2 separate regions of the Sus scrofa genome follow, and region 1 is linked to region 2. A link is a contact called in public HiChIP or PLAC-seq data. All regions are on one chromosome and are shown on one strand. Each heading gives the region's core, a stretch centred on a gene start, on an enhancer-like site or on the middle of the called end of the contact. The rest is flanking DNA. Distances are from core to core; before and after follow the strand shown.

The links. HiChIP or PLAC-seq counts read pairs in DNA pulled down with a chosen protein or histone mark.
Region 1: a contact with region 2 is called in an H3K27ac HiChIP or PLAC-seq map of alveolar macrophages. The contact joins two enhancer-like sites. A contact is called at or near these places in 2 of 5 promoter capture datasets (fetal liver and fetal skeletal muscle) and 1 of 2 datasets of contacts at active chromatin or transcription factors (alveolar macrophages).

The regions. Positions count from the first base shown.
Region 1 is chr5:32,893,139-32,898,302 of Sscrofa11.1, forward strand. No RefSeq gene overlaps it. Among named protein-coding and RNA genes, the nearest start is that of RAP1B, 14 kb to the right of the region's middle. Within about 2 kb of position 3,658, at least 1 of the 83 cell types and tissues checked has an H3K27ac peak or open chromatin away from gene starts, as enhancers often do. A contact at or near this core is called in alveolar macrophages, where this site is marked.
Region 2 is chr5:32,756,999-32,762,307 of Sscrofa11.1, forward strand. No RefSeq gene overlaps it. Among named protein-coding and RNA genes, the nearest start is that of MDM1, 86 kb to the left of the region's middle. Within about 2 kb of position 2,898, at least 3 of the 83 cell types and tissues checked have an H3K27ac peak or open chromatin away from gene starts, as enhancers often do. A contact at or near this core is called in alveolar macrophages, where this site is marked.

The DNA of each region.
Region 1 (5,164 bases), core at 2,408-4,907, 140 kb after region 2:
CCTTCACAGGCAACACCAGATCCTTGACCCACTGAGCAAGGCCAGGGATCGAACCCAAGTCCTCATGGATACTAGTCAGATTCATTTCCGCCGCACCACAACAGGAACTCCTTATGAGGTTTTAACTAACATATTGTCTAAAGCACTGTTCCATTTTTATATTTTTTCTCATTGTATCCTTCAGAAGTAAAAGTTGGACCTCTATCTGTTGGTCCTAGTTATAAATAAGCTGATTAGTTATTGTCTCTTCTTTGCTGTAGTGCCCCAACTCAACACATTATTTTTAACTTTCTAAAAACAGTGTTATATAATGACGTTAAGAAGCTACCACATCCCACTGAACTGAAAATACTGCAAGAGTTGTAAAGCAACCTTAATTTTACTAAGTATTCACAGAAATATGAAATATTTGAGAAATGAATGAGTTCTCATCTCTACCTTCAATCTGATGTGCTTCCAAGCAAGTACAGAAGACATATTTTCATTTTTTAAAAAAACTCCTAACTTTCATTTGATTTTTTTTTTTTTTTTTTTTTACAGCCACACCTGGGGCAGATGGAAGTTCCCAGGCTAGGGATCAAGTCAGAGCTGCAGCTGCCAGCCTATAGCATAGGCACAGCAACCTCAGATCAAGCTGCAGCTCCGACCTACACCACAGCTTGAGGCAGCACCATATCCTTAACTGAGCAAGGCCAGGCATAGAACCTGTATCCTCATGGATACTATGTCAGGTTCTTAACCCGCTGAGCCACAATGGAAACTCCTGCATTTGATTTTTGTGTACTAGGTACTAGAGGCACCTCTGACAATGGCAGAGTCACAACTGCCAACCTAAGACCTCTTGTGGCCACCCCTAAGACTTCTGCACTTGTCATTAAAGAGAAGGCCCCCAGCCTGCCCTTCTGGAGCCTGCCAAAGTGACCATTGCCAATGGATCAAAACCATTACCAGCAGCAGGGAGCTCCTTGCCTCCACTGTCAGAGGTGCTGCATAGTCACCAGGTCATCTGAGATGCCACCAGTGCAGCCACTAGAAGAGCCAAGGCCAGCCCAAGGAAACCTGGAAAATGGAGAAATGTGTCTTCAGTGCTGGCTTTTGGCTGTCATACAAACAAGACTCTAATCTCTGTGAGAGTGAAGACTATGCCTCTCTTACTCGTTTTTTCCATCCTCACAACACAGTGTATGGTATATAGCTAGTACTCAAGAAACTATTGTTGAATGTGTAGATGATGGATGGATGGACAAATGAATGACTGTTATTCCCTTCAGGTGCTTTACATTAGCATGTTGGCATGAAACAAGCAACAAACCCCCAGGGCTGCTGTCAGGGGAAACATTTGATAGTTTGACACAGGAAATAACTATCAAGCAAATGGGTTTTTTTGTGTTTTTTTTTGTGTGTGTGTGTGTGTGTTTTTTTTTTTTTTTTAGTAAGAGGAGAAGCCTTTTTGATGTTGCACTTAACCTAAAAGTTGTTTTCTTCCTGTCACAGTTAAGGCAATATGACACATTGAGAAAAAGAGAAAAATTCCTGGGTATTCGCAGGCAGCTATAGAAATCAGCACTGGAGAATTTTCTTTGGAGGATGGTTTCTTACACTCTTTTACTCCAGTGATGCTTGAATCTGTAGATAGCAAATAGGAATGGGAAAAGCTAGAGCTATATAAATATAGTTCTTAAAAGGGTCCTTCGCTATAGTTTCAATCCAGAGTACTCTTAAACTCCATTGTCTATACATGATCTATCAGCCCTGATAACAGAAAATCACTACTCTAGGGCGGATCAGTGGCAAGATGGAGTGGGACTGGGCATAAAACATTAAGAAACCAAAATGAGGTTCAGCAAATAGCGTTGGACTAAGAGATTTCTTCTTTCGCCATTATTTTTTTGGCCACCCCCACAACATGTGAAGTTCCCTGGCCAGGAATCAAACTTGTGCCACAGCAGTAACCAGAGCCATAGCAGTAACCAGAGCCATAGACAATACCAGATTCTTAATTCATGGAGCCACCAGGGAACTCCCCTTTAATTATTTTTAGCTATAGTTTTTACTCAATCCAAATGACTGAATATTGGGCAGAAGCAGCTTTATTGAGATTTAACCTATATAAAGCTAAGTTAAATAACCATAAAATTCACCTGTTAACAAGGATATATTTCAATGATTTTAGTAAATTCATGCAATTGTACAACCATCTAGCTTTAGAACATTCCAATCACCTTCAAAATCTGTCATTTCTGTTTGTAGTTAATCCCCACTCCCATGCCCAACCCAGGCAATTACTGTTCTGTTTTTTTGTCTCTGTAATTACCATTTCCAGACATTTCATATACATAGGATCATGCAAGATAAAATCTTAAGTGTCTTTCTTCTTTCACTTTGCATGATATTTTTGAGATTCACATATGTTATGCATATATAATACCACATTCAATTCAACCTGTCAGTGGACATTTGGATTGTGTCCATTTTTTAACTTGATTGTGTTCATAATGATTCTATGAATATTTTTACACAAAAAATGTTTGTGTGAACATGCTATTTCTCTTGGGTATGTACCCAAGAGAGGGATTGCTGAGTCATATGCCAAATTTATGTTTTACTATGTAAGACATTGCCAAACTATTTGCTGAAGTGGGCGCACCATTTTACAGTCCCACCAATGGTGTGTGTGCATTTCCTCACGTGCCTATAATTGATAAACTCAGTATTTTGGATCAGAATAATTTCAAAGAGTTTATAGTGGTGTCTCATTGTGATTTCTAATCTGCATTTTCCAAACCGATGCTGTCACATTTTCATGTGTTTATTAGCCATCCACAAATCTTTGCCTGTGTTTTAATTAGGCAGTTTGTCTTATTGTTGACTTGTAAATGTTCTTTTCTTCTGGACCTAAGTCCTTCATCAGTTATATGGCTTACGAATATTTTCTCTAGAAATATTCTGCTTGTCTATTCATTCTTATAATGACACCTATTAAAGAGCAAAAATTTTAACTTTTGGTGAAGTTCAATTTATCTTTTTTTTCTTTGTGGACTGTGCTTTTGATGTTACACTCATTGTTTCTTTTATTGTTCTTATTTTCTTTGTTTTACTTCTTTTCTTTATATTTTATATTTGTTGCATCTATATTTATGCCTAAGTTCCACTAAGTAGATATTTCATAACAAAGTGTTTATCTGATTGTGTTCCTCTTTTCTTTCATAAAACTGCTTCTTAAAAAAGTCCCACTGAGTATTTTTGAAGTGAAGTGAACCCGTTTGACAATTTCAATGAATATTATGATACCTCAAAGGCCTGGTAGTAATAGCGATTTATCCAGGGCTTACTGTGTGCCAGGCACTGTTTTAAACTTTTTGTGTATTAACTCATTTAATCCTAATGCTCTCAGGTAGTAAGTACTATTTTTATCATCACTCAAGAAGGGAACAAAGACACACAGAGAATAGTTAGGTTGCCCAAGAAGTGGAGGAGCTGGCCTTCAGGCTCAGGCAGTCCAGCTCCAAAGCCAGCACCCTTAACCTCCACAGCCTACAATCTCTAAGCAGTTCCCCCTACAGAGTGACTCCCCAAGTAAGACCTGTTCTTGTGGGGGTATGCGGTGGGTGTCTAATACAGCGTCAGCCCAACCCCTCTTCTCTGGAAACTGTTGCATTTGCCCACACGGAGAGGGAGGGTTCCTGTTTCTGTTGTGTGCATTTCTCCCTGAATCAATCCCTGCCCCTTCCCACACACAGCCATTGCTGCTTAAGCCAACTGTGGTCACCTAAGCTGAAATATCACACTCTCCCTCTCACTTGAGGCTTGAGATGTATTGGAACTGGGAATTAGGAGCCAAGCCTAGTCATTGAATTGCTCTAGGCTGAGACTTACCTCTACCAAATGCCACTCCAGTCCCTGGATTTCCCTTGGCTCCTCCCTGCCTGGGTCCTGGCTGTCCCATGAGTCCACAGTTCCCTGAGACACCTCGGCGGTATTCTTCTTCTTCTTCTTTTTTTTTTTTTTTTTTTTTTTTTTTTTTTTGCTTTTTAGAGCCGCACTTGCAGCATATGGAAGCTCCCAGCCTAGGGGTCAAATCAGAGCACGGGATCTGAGCCATGTCTGTGACCTACACCACAGCTAAGGGCAACTGCCAGATCCTTAACCCACTGAGAGAGGCCAGGGGTCGAATTTGAGTCCTCATGGATCCTAGTCAGACTCGTTTCCACTACGCCGCAAGGGGAACTCCCTGTATTCTACCAATACATTCCCTTACTGTGTAAGGTAGCTTGGGTCTATATCTGTTACTTGCAACCAACAGACCATCACCACCACAGCAGCTGTGACTGAGGGTCCATAGTCATCCCCATCACTCTGTGGATTTCAGGACCCCTACCCAGAACTGCTGGCCTCACAGAGCCCTCACGGAGCACCAGTGACCCTTGCTTGTCAAGTGACAACTAGCTTATCTGATCAACTAAACTGCTAATGAGAGAGAGAGACACAGGAGACAGAGCTGGAAGAACCTCAGTGCCTCTTCTGACTCCCAGGTAGCGCATGTGTATTGTAATTAACAGGGACTTTTTGAAGACAACGATGCTTCCCCCCCCCCCCAAACCAAGTGGCTTTAATAGTGGCCATTTCAAGTCAGAAAAGAGAAGGGATATTTCTGGGCAATAAGGGCTTTATTATGCCCTCCAATTCGCCTCCTCTGAGTGGCAGCTTTTCCCCCTTAACAGAGGATGGGTTGGCGAGCAAAGAGCCACCATCATAATCCTCCAGTGACAGCAGCAGTTCCAGAAGATGATTTCAGAACTTGAGCAGTTCCAAGAGTGACACTAGCTCCAGTGACAGTACCAAGCAGCAAGAAGTTCTGGTTTGGGGAGTGCGATTTGAGAAAAAGAGCACAGGCACTGGAGCCAAATCAACCTTCATTCAAATTCCAGTTCACTGCTCACATAGGGAAGTTCTGAGCCAGTCTCCTCATCCTTAAAATGCAGTGATGATAGCGACAATGTTGAAGGGTTGCGGATTTGTTTGCAAAAAGCCTGGCACACTGTCTCCTCTGTATTATTCAGGTTTACGCTTTTCCAAAGGCGGCAATTCCATGGCTCTTTCCATTGTTTTTCCCTCACACACACACAGATGCAAAATGATTCACAAAGCAATCATAATTCTGAGC
Region 2 (5,309 bases), core at 1,648-4,147:
ACAGATCTGAGAAATCATAGTAGGGCTGGTGGGCCCAGGGTAAGGATGTATCTAGTGGGATCCAGCAAATCCCCAACTATCTACTAGACCTTGATTTCTCTGACTGCAGGTGACACCCATTATGGGTCATGAAATTAATTTAGTATATGGCAATCCATATATTTTTTTGATGAAAGAGAATGTACCAGAGCAGAACATAGTAGTGCAAGTAGTAAAGGCTGGTACTGTAGGAGAAAATGTCCCAACAAGAAGGTCGAAAGGAGACACCCCGGCCATGATGACTCAGCAAAATCTGGCCAAACTGCCCCTAACCCAGCCAACTACCCCAACCACCCCTCCCCAACACACCTGCTTCTGTAAAACTTGCTCCCGCATCTACGACTTTGCCAGTTCTCTCTCTGGTCTGCCAAGCACGGATCTGGAAGAACTAGCCCACAAAAACCTTGTGAAACTGGGGCTCAGACTCGGGAGAGCGATCTCCTCTGAGCCCGCCGGCGTAATAAACATGAGTTCTCCAACTCTGAGTGCTCGCTTGGTTTCTCTCCGGGTGAAAGAGCTGCTGGAGCTGGTACACTGTGGCCACAGAGCTGCTGGAGCTGGTACCCTGGCCATAGGGCTGCCACCAGAGCTGACACACTCCGGCCTTGGGCTGCTGACAGCCGCCACAACAGTATTGCCTCTTGAAAATTTGTTTTATCATTTACGTGTAGGTGACAGTCATGATGTATGTATGTGTAGGTGACAGTCATGGCAGTCAAAATATTTTGAAAGCCTTTTTTGCTAGACAGAGGTGAAGCATTTGCTTTCCTCTGTATTGTGACCCTTCTTTAATAGAAGGAAAGAAAATGTGTGTGTGTGTGCACACACACACACACACACGAGCTCACCCACATGCATGAGCGCATATACATCAGTTACCCTGAAAGTATTTCAGAAAATGGAACTGTGGAGAACTGAAGAATCCCCACACAAATGGAATGCCCTACCTATAAAGATATTTATTCCAGAGCAAACTTAAATAACAGCTAGTGTTTATTGGGACTTTACTGTACTACAGGCACTAGGCTAAGTACTCTGCATTTAATCCTCCCAACAATACTATGAGATGAAAACAAACACCAGCAGTATAAGAAATCCCTGGGATTAACAAACATTATATACAACCTACGAGATAACAGATAACCCCCCTTCCTGTCTTCTCTCCTTCCCTCCTTCACTCCTTTCTCTCTCTCATTCTCTCTCCCTCTCTCTTTCTCTCTCTCTCTCTCCACCTTCTATCCCCACCCCCCAGTTTCATATCTCAGGAAAGGAAAAGAATGGTTAAAGAGACAGAAAAGAAAAACCATGAAAATTAAACAGATGGGAACAAGAGGAGAGGAAGAGGGAAGAAGGTGATAACAGGAAAAGGAGGGGAGTATTGAACGTGATTGACATTGTACCATATGGCTCTGAGAAATTATCATTTTGAGCATAAAACCTTCGATGAAGCTCTTTAAGGGACTCAGTCTTTAGGGAGGGCATTGAGAAGGGCCGAGGGGAGTGGTATGCCTCAACCAAGCCCTGTCCCTCATTCTGCTCAAGGACAGCCTTGACAGCAAACATTCATCAGTTAAGGCTTGACAGCCAGCTTCAGATGGACTGCTTCTGTGAAACCAGTTTGAGGTATTGGTATTAGCATCTTTTGCAGGGGTAGCCTAGAGTCATGCATTTTCTCCTCTCAGAGGAGCCCTCTATATCTATTTGATGTCTGTGATGCATGCTAGTGGGCTTTGGCTCAATGTTAATGATTTTGCTCCCTTTGAAGTCCTGTGAGATTTTATTCCTTTTGGTTTCGAGGAGTTATATGCCCCTGTGATTGCAGCCCAGTCACACTTTTGCTCTGATAAAAAGAAGCGATGGGGGAGGCCTGCTGTGTATCCTCTAACTGATGCTGCTACCAGACACAAGTATTCAGCTTTCCTTTCAGAGAAGGCAAGGGAGGGATTCTGTTTCCAGGTCCCTGGTCATGTGCTGTTACTGTCTGATAAACTGAGAACTCTAAACATGTGCTATTCACGAATAGTCTCTACCTGAAAAAGATCCCTTCTGGCTTAAGTCCAATGGACTAATGGCTGGGGAGACAAAAACGTGGTTAGTGACCTAGCTCTTATTTCTTAACTGTTACATGACAGACCACATTTAAACGATTTTATCAATAGGTATACTTCACCAGCATTTCTGTCAATGCTATCATTTTAATATTTTGAACTAGGGTTTTGTTTACTGGCTGCCCCCACCCACCCCACCCTACCCCCGACACACACACACACACACACACACACACACACACACACACTTCCTTCAATGAAGTAATGGGCTGGTGTAGGAAAACATCTGCTTGAACTGATAATTAAGTTATCAAAATTTCTAATCTACCAAGAAAAATCAGATTTCAGGCAATATTACCAATACTAGCCCAGAAACTCGATTTTCAATCTTCTTGACTCCGAAGAAAAAAGTACCCCTTTTTGCTTTTGCATCTTCCACCTGGGACCCAGATTTTATCTGTGTCAATGACACTCTAAATATAGGATCTTTTAGTGACTCAGGTCAGGCAGAGGCACAAGGAAACTTCCGGCTGGGGCACCAAACCCTCATTCCAGATCCAGTCTTTGAAAGCACCCGAAGCGTCTCAAAATATAATGAGGGCAATGGCAGAAAAAAAGTCTTCAAATCAAAATTAATTTTAATCTACTTTAATTAAATGCCTTTTAGCACTTTGTGGGGATAGATGACGATTGTGTTACAAAATCGAGTCTCTAATCTGGTTTTGTTGCCAAGTGTCAGCTGACCTACTTTAAAGTTGCCCTGCCACACATGGCCTCCACCCACTTCCCCTCCTTCCTGCCCACCACTCCTTCTGACCTCTGTGCTCCCTTTGGGTTCTTTTGGGTCCTTCACAGACTCCTCTTTCTCGTCTCACTCTTCTCTATGGGTGGGGGTCCAGAAGCTGGCTTTGAGGTCCCCTTCTTTCCTTAACCTACGGATGAGACACCCCAGCCTCCTGGCTTCTCCTGTGTCCCTCTCAAAGGGAAACACCCAAATCTCTAGACATGATCTCTCACCAACTTCCCAATTCCTTAAATCCAGGGGAACCACTTGTTCCCCTTTGCGGAGACAGTCCCAATTTATGTCTGTCATTCCAGACAGACTTTGTTATTAATATGCCCACTTTGACTCTCAGCAAGGTCTCAGATGATATATGATTAGTCAATATATTATTTAGTCACCCTACTTAAGATTAAAGATTTCCCCCTGAATATCTTCTTGATCCAACATTTCATCACTACACTTCTTCTTTTTCTGGAACACTGGCCTTCTTTCCCCACAGTCCCACTTCTGTTGGTGGTTCTGCTGCTCTTTCATGGCTCAGAGGCTGGAAGCCTGGGTGCCTTGCTGACCCCTCCCTCCCCATCCCATCTTTATCACACACAGAACCAAGGTCAGAGGAATGGACACAGCTCTTGACTGTGTCACCCACCAGCTCCATGCTCTGTCTCTTTGCCTCGATATGATATTGTCATTTGTAAAACAATGAGGACAATACTTTCTAACAGGGTCTTTACAAGGAATAAATGAAGGTGCTTTTAAGGGGTCCCCACCACTGTGCCTGATACAACTGATAGCTTTTTAGTCACATTCATTCAACACGTGTTTATTGAGCAGCTCCTAAATGCTAGGCCTCCAGGTCCTGTGGGTGCATCAATGAGCAAGACAGTCAAAGATATCTGACCTCGTAGAGCTAACATCCTAGTGGAGAATGAGACAATGAACAAATAAAGAACTGGTGTCAGACAGGGATAAGGAAGGAAAAGGCAAGCAGAGTAAGGCAGGTGGAAAGTGCCAAGGTGAATGAAGACGGTTGCTATTTTCAGTACATTGATCAAGAAAGATGTCCCTAACAAGGTGACATTTGAGCAGAGACCAAAAGGAGGTGAGGGAACTAGCCCCGCAGATATTTAAGGGAAAAACAGGCACAGACAAGTTCCCTGGGGCAGGCCAGGTCTGATATATTTGAAGACCAGGATGGATGACAGCTTTGTGCAATGCAGAGGATAAGTGGATTCCCAGTTGGGGGGTAAAGTCAGAGGTAACGAGAGCCCAGTGGTGCAGTCCTTGCAGACCCTTATGAGGAAGGAGTTCAGCTTGTCCTCTGAGCGAGGCAGGAGCTGTTGGACAGTATGTGCAAAGGAGCAAATGTTTAGACATAAGGCTGCAAGAGGTGAGGCCAAAAACAGAGAAGGGTTAAGAAGAGCTAAGGCAATCGAAGCAAGAGTTGATGCCCTGGACCAGGGTGGTGGCAGCAGAGGGGGTGAGAAATGGACGTTGTTCCTTTGAAGTCTCAGATTTCCCGTGGCATTTCAGTCACAGCCACAGCCCTGGCCCTGGCCTTCATCACCTAGCACCCAATTACTGCAATAAGCCCCTCTGGGTCCTCACTGGGCCTCCTGTCCCTGTTTCTCCTTCTCTGACTGTCATCACATCACTTCCCTGTTCAGGAAAAGCAACTGTGCCCTAGCAGTTATGCACCAAATCCAATCTCCTCCCCCAGCTCTCTAGACCTTCCACTGGGTTCTGTATATTCAATATTCTTTCCTACCATAGCCAGTCCCAACCAGTGATCTACAAATTCAGTAGCAACTCAGACAGTACCTGGCCTCCTAAATGACCAAGAGATCTGTTATTCAATATGCTATTTAAAATTCATAGTTCTTCTATTGGAACCTACTACCAGGTATGTATTACAACAACAGATGATAAAAGCCAATATTAAGTGTTTACTAAGTGCCAGACACTAATCTAAAACCTTTATAAACAACAACTCCTTTAATCTTTACAACACCCCTATGAGGTGGATACTGTTATTATCCCCAATTTTACAGATAAGGAAACTGAGACACAGAAAGGTTAAATAAATTGCCCTACCTCACAAAGCCTATAATGGGAAGAGGTGGGTGTGGAGCTGGGATTTGAATCCAGAAAGGCCAACTCCAGGGTCAGGAATCTTAGCCAAACCCTCTATTGTCTACCAAATTTCTTAATGTGAATTGTTAAACTGTAAGCATGAGTAGCACAAAATTCTCATTACCACCCCCAGGCCTTGGCTTAGCCTCTTCGCCTCCCCTCCTCACCTAGCTCCACCTTGCCAAATCCCACCCAGCTCTCAAGTAACTCAACTTCCCTCTTCTATAAACCTTCTCTAAACATATTAGACCTCGCTGACCTTTCCTTCTCCTAGCTATTTGAAATCCATTGCAAATCACCATGTT